Linked DNA regions of Zea mays: region 2 is linked to region 1. A link is a contact called in public Hi-C data. All regions are on one chromosome and are shown on one strand. The core of a region is the stretch at or near the end of the contact, and the rest is flanking DNA. Distances in the headings are between cores, read along the strand shown. Region 1 holds the start of LOC103637695 (probable ADP-ribosylation factor GTPase-activating protein AGD8). Region 2 holds the start of LOC103637697 (replication factor C subunit 5).

What was found. Hi-C and Micro-C count contacts between places; a contact is called where the count stands out from the background.
Region 2: a Hi-C map of tassel shows a contact between it and region 1, with 3 times the contacts expected there. The contact joins the promoter of LOC103637697 here to the promoter of LOC103637695 in region 1. A contact is called at or near these places in 4 of 25 Hi-C or Micro-C datasets (ear, endosperm, leaf and 1 more).

Annotation. Positions count from the first base shown.
Region 1 is chr1:99,948,607-99,951,652 of Zm-B73-REFERENCE-NAM-5.0, forward strand. It overlaps LOC103637695 (probable ADP-ribosylation factor GTPase-activating protein AGD8), which reads left to right and starts at 1,577. Exons shown (of 7, transcript XM_008660358.2): 1 at 1,577-1,935; 2 at 2,087-2,205. The coding sequence starts at 1,636.
Region 2 is chr1:100,468,824-100,471,869 of Zm-B73-REFERENCE-NAM-5.0, forward strand. LOC103637697 (replication factor C subunit 5) reads left to right here and starts at 1,409. Exons shown (of 11, transcript XM_008660366.4): 1 at 1,409-2,409; 2 at 2,538-2,648; 3 at 2,765-2,797; 4 at 2,975-3,046. The coding sequence starts at 1,621.

The DNA.
Region 1 (3,046 bases), core at 327-2,826:
AAATGCCAAGTCAGCGTCCCCAGTACGGGGGTACTGTTCACCTATTTATAGGCACGGGACACAGCCCATACAAAATTACATCCATGCCCTTTACATTTGGTAGTAATTCTATAGTAATCCACCGAGGTCTGAATGGCCTTTTCATCTTTAAGTCGGTTTCCTTTTCTGCTACCACGCCGAAGCTTTCCTGCTCACATCTTCGGCGCCGTATCAACCTTCGTATTATTTGGGCTTCTCCTACTGTGATATCGACTCGAGTCCGAAGATACCTGTTCACACATTATACTCCAGAAACACTGTTAAATCTTGTTTTTGAGGACCTTCGGAAGCCGAAGGCCCCCAACAGTCGTCATCTTCATGGTAACCTAGCTTTTGTTTAGCCTTTGTAAACATATCACTCAAGGAGGGTGTACCAACGAATAGCACGGGCACGTGTCACATGTCAATGAACTTAGCATTTCCATAGGGATCTTCTTCCACATTGCCTCCATGACCATGATATATGCTCAAAAAATTGTCCATCATTCAGTAACCATTATTGATGGTTATTCCCTAACCACCACCCACTAATAACTAACTACTAACTAAGTGCTAACTAATAACTAAATACTAACCAACTAATAACATAGTACTAAGTATAAAATTTGGACATCACCTCCCTGTATGGGGAGGTTACTAAAACCTCCAAATTCAAATCACATTAAACACATGGCGACCTCCATCACCTCAATCAAATCCATATTTATCACATTCAATAAAACTCACATTTACCACATTCAATCAAACTCGCGTTTATCACACTCAACCTAGTTTTTGAACTAAATAACTAACTAAAATCCTAACCAAATAACTAAAATATTAACTATATTAGCTACATACCAAGTTTTCAAACTAAATTAAAACTAAAATACTAATTAAAATACTAACTAATTAACTAAAATACTAAATACCTAATAAAAACTAACTATATATTTAAAATACTAAAAAAACTACCAATGATGGTGGTGGCGTGGGCTGCGACGCAGCTGGGCAGGGCGTGTCGCGAGGATGGAAGCGGCCCACAGCCGCGACGGCGCCCGAGGAGGAGTGGAGCCGGCGTGGCTCGAAGACAGCCGACGCGGGCACGCCGAGTCGCGGCGGTGCCTGGGGACGGGTGGAGCGGCGTGTGGTGGCATGGCGACGGAGAGGGCCAGCGAGCGCAGGAGCGTCAGAGAGGAGAAGGCAAAGAGACGAATGGAGAAAAGCCAGGAAGAACTGATCCGGTTCGGTTTAAAGGGGTAGGCGCCACAGATCTTGGTGCTTACCTCCAAACACGTTGTTGTATAGTTTAAAGGGGGTAGGCGCCAAAATCTGTGGCGCCGCCTACCCCTACCACGTGGGCGCCATATGTCGTCACCATGTTGTCGGACGTGTGCTAGACTTAGATGTCAATGCTATTGACGTCGGCCCGTGTTAGTTAGGCGTCAATAGTGTTGGCGTCGACCTATATGTCATTTTTGAAATGAAACTGAAAAGAGTATATTTCTGAAAATAAAACCGAAAATGGCTAAATTGTAAAAAAAAAAAATTTGGCCGGTATGTGTATGTCTAGGCTCTGCCGCTCTGGGGTCTAGACGACAACGCACGCAAAGGCTGATGCGTATCAACGTATGCGGATGCAGGGGCAGCACCGTCCACCTCCACCATCTTTCCTCTTCCTCCTCGCCTCCACCCCTTCCCTTCCATCTCCTCCCACCCGGCGACTCCTCTTCCTCTCTGCCGCGCCGATCGATTGGCCCACCCATCGATCGAGCACGGGGAAGAAGATTCCAGTCCGGAGTGGTTTCAATTCGGTCGGGTTCGTTGCCCGTGTGGGTGGGCGCTATGGCGGCGATGGATGCCTCGGCAGATAAGAACGCCGTCTTCCGCAAGCTTCGCGCCAAATCGGACAACAAGGTACTGTGGATTAGATTGGATTTTATGGGTGATCGATTTGATTGTGGAGTCGGGATTGATCGCACTTTCTTTTGCTCTGTGTGAGTGCCGCCTGTGCAATATTTTTTGTGTGTGTGCGAATTCCGTTTCTGATGGCGGTGCAAGCGTGCAGATGTGCTTCGATTGCAACGCCAAGAACCCGACGTGGGCGTCCGTCACCTACGGCGTCTTCCTCTGCATCGACTGCTCGGCGGCGCACCGCAGCCTCGGCGTCCACGTCTCCTTCGTCAGGTCGCCTCGCCTCACCTGCTTCTCTTCTCTTCTCACACCTGTCCACGTACGTGGACCTGTGGCCATGCCTAAATGCTTGTAGTATACTGTACTAATCTGCTGCAGTGGATTGATTGATCACATGCACATAGTAGTAATATTAATCTGCTGCAGCAGGTACCGTGACTGATTGATCACATGTTCATATGTACAAGTGCAATATATAATAAATATGATTATTTGAATGAAAATTCTGAATTTTTTCTACTTGATGTGTTTTCTGCTTCTCTTTTTTTCAGTTTTATCTGCTTATAAATTATTTTTAGTGTTCTGGTATGCCTGGCACACTTGTTTGGATGACATGTCATATGTAGTACCGAAGTCTCTTGTGATATGGTGTGGCATATACATGTCCCTGTTTGTTTGAGCTTTTTCCAGCTTCTGGTCACCAAAAGCTGTAGACTGTCAAACGCTCAGCTTTTTAGTCCGTTTCTATAAAAATCGATTTGATAAAAACCCTTCAAAATCAACATAAACACAGAATCGATGAAGTCGTTGCAATAGTAGGAATCTTCCACGAACTCTATGGACACTTTCATCTTCCTCGGCATGTAATCCCCACGATACTTAGATTCTCCTCACAGCCAGATTCTTTCCACAGCCAGATTCTCAGAAAAGCTGGTCAAAAAAGCTGAACCAAGCAGGCCCACATGTTACTAGGCATTATGCTATGCATGATGGAAAGGTCCAAAATTTCGCTTTACTTCCATGTTTACTCGTAATTTTGCTGTGTCACCAGAACAGTATGATGCAAGGTACATCTATAAAGTTCATCTGTCATGATATTGAGTGACATCAGTAT
Region 2 (3,046 bases), core at 159-2,658, 520 kb after region 1:
CCATGTATGAGGCAAATGGGCGGGCAATATAGATGAAGAGATTCATACTCGGATTAAGAGTGGTTGATAGCATAGAAAGACCACTGAGAATTTAATGCGATAATGAGACAACAATATTTTACTCTTATACCAACAAGTCAAGTGGCACTGCTAAGTTCATTGACATTTAGTGTTATGTTGTTAAGGAGAAGATTTCAGGATCAAACCATAAAAGTTGAGCATAACAATAGATAGCAGATGCTAGCGAATCCGCTCACAAAAGCCTTCCACCCAACGTGTTAAGACAACACGTAGCCGGCATAGGTTTAAGGGAGTGCCTATGATCTTGAATCACAGGGGCTACAGATTGCAACTTTGTAAAATATCTTTTCATTCTGAAGCAGGGGAGCATGTTGTATTCAATGAGTGCATTGATACTTAATCGGTCATTGTCACGCATTGGTCTCTATGTGTAAACTTTGTTGAGGGATGGAATCCAGAAAAGTTGAATATAATGAATGTAGAGGACAAAGGAGAGATTGTTGTGTGTGTCCTCTATAGCCGGTCACTAGAGACTAGATTGGACTCAACCAACTAATCGTCTCTTTAATCGGGCCCTTGATTGGGAGGGCCCATGTTGATCTCGGTTGGAGCCCCCGGTCACATGACGCTATATATAAAGGATTAAGGGTCGCAGGAAAAGCCAATGCTAGTACTTGCCCAAAACCCTAATCCACGCAGAGGCCCCATCGCCTAAGCGTCGGAGTGACTGGAAGAGCGACAACTAACGGCTCGGATTCTGATGCCTACTGTTCCTCTGCAGAGCAATGGAGGTGACACCGGCGGCGGCGGCGGCCACACTCCACCAACACCAAGCCAGGACGTGTCAACACAACAACAACGAAGGTATGTCCCCCTATTCCTCTCAGTAGAAGATTTACTCGTCATCGGAGATTTTCCAGTTATAGATTGGTATTCTAGAGGCTTAGAAATTGATCCTAGACATAATAGAATCTAACCGGTCGATCTCTTGACCAGTGAGATCTGCCCCCATACCCACCTTGCGAGGCCCTACTCCTTATTGCCGATGACTTCCCCGGCCCACCGGGACATGTCTCCACCGCGCAATCTTGGGCTTGAGCTCGTAGACTGAAGAGAGGGGATCAGGGGATCCAGAGATGGAGCAACAATGGGAGAAGTTTGGGGTAGCTGTCGTCTGGCTAAAGAAGGGAGGCAGGGCACCACGAGTCATTTTCACATGGCCTATCCAAGTCCTTGCCACGGTAGCGTGTCCGCGTGGCTGGCTACATACACAAAAAATAACATAAATATAGATGTAGTGGAAGCTCTCTCTCCTCTCCTGTAACAATTATATAGAGTCAATTGTAAGGATGACAAATGAATGTACGCCATCTGCAAAAATCCTCCGATCTGACCGGTGCATATGCAAAAAAAAATGCAGAAGAGAAGAGAACAATTCTGGAATGATTCCCAACGTCCTGCAGAAATCTGAGTGGCTCCAGTCCCCGTCCCAGCGGAGCAGAGCACTCGATCGCGTTGCGTTGGTGACCCCGTCGACGTCCTCGCTCTTCTCGCCGTGCATTGGCTTCATCACCTCCTTATTCGCGCCACGCCACGCAGATGCCATGCCAGTGCCCAGACACACCGCCGCGTCAACCTCCCGCTCTCTGGCTCCCAAGTTACATCACCACGGACATGGAAACCCCCTCGCCGGGCGCCACGCTCTCCGCGGTGATCGCCGAGGACCGCCGCCGGGAGGCTCGCCGCCGCCAGGGGGGCTTCGGGCAGGGCGGTCTCCTCCCGTACCTCGTCCCGGCTTGCGGGCGTCCGGCCGGCCAGAGGGGCGGCAGGCCGCTGCACTCTGAGCTCATGGTAAAACTGCACCGCTGGGGCGCCACTTTCCTGCCCAAGGGCGGCGGCGCCGTCGCGCGCGAACTCGAGGAGCCGTGCCGCGCGCCAAGCCCGCCGCCACGGCCTAGACCATCATTCACACCGGCTGCATCGGCGGCGGAGCCGGAGGTGGTGCCGCGCCACGAGGCGCCCGCCGTGAGTGTCGTCCCCACGACGGGGCCTTCGAGGGAGAGAGAGGAGCCGGCGGCGGGATCCGAAGCCATTGCCGAAGCGGACATGTCCGCCGGCGAGAGCGCGGGGAGCAGCGACCACCAGGCGACGCCGGTCGTTACCGTCGCGGGAGGAAGTGGGGGAACCTGGCTCAGAGCTTCGCCCAAGACGAGAGCGAGGTCTCCGTCACTGCAGACGGACAGCGACGAGTCCCCTCGGCCCCTCGCCGACTCCGCCGCATTGCCCGTGGTGGCCGACGACAAGTACGTGTGGGCGGACAAGTACCGGCCCAATGTCCTCAACGAGTTCATCTGCAACAAGACCGTCGCCGCCGAGCTCTACCAGCTGGTTGGTGATCACACGACCACATTGCAAACGTTGCTTCAGAGTTTGCCTTGCAGTTTCGTATCAGAGCAGCTTTTAGGATTGTGGCCAAGTTCATCTGATACATGGGCAAGTTCGTCTGTTGCATGCAGGTTGTTGCACACCAGTGCAGACATTTCATCTTTGAAGGCCCGCCGGCGGTTGGGAAGAGAAGCATGGTACTGGCACTTATAAGGGATGCTTTTGGCCCCCATGATCTCAAGGTCACTATGGCAAACTTGGCTTAAATTACTACTAGTCCTCATTTAAAGAAGCTAAATGGCTAAAACCTCGGTGTCTTCACAATTTGTTATTTTTTTCTCCATCCTGACATACGCAGATAGAGGAACAGACAAAGAGATTTGAGCTGAAGGTACTTTATATGCATGAAAGCGTTTTCCCCTTTTTTTAACTCCATGGTCACTTTCACCAAAGTGATCAAGTTCTTTTTTCCTTTGTTGAAGTGATAAAGTTGTTGCTATTGTTGTGAATTCATAAAATGCAACCAACTGGAATCATCAGCGACTAATTGACCGATTTCACACTATAGGGAGAAATTAGAAAGCACATCGATGTCAGAGTGAAGACCTCTGAGCATCATGTGGAGGTGAGCTTGGCTGAT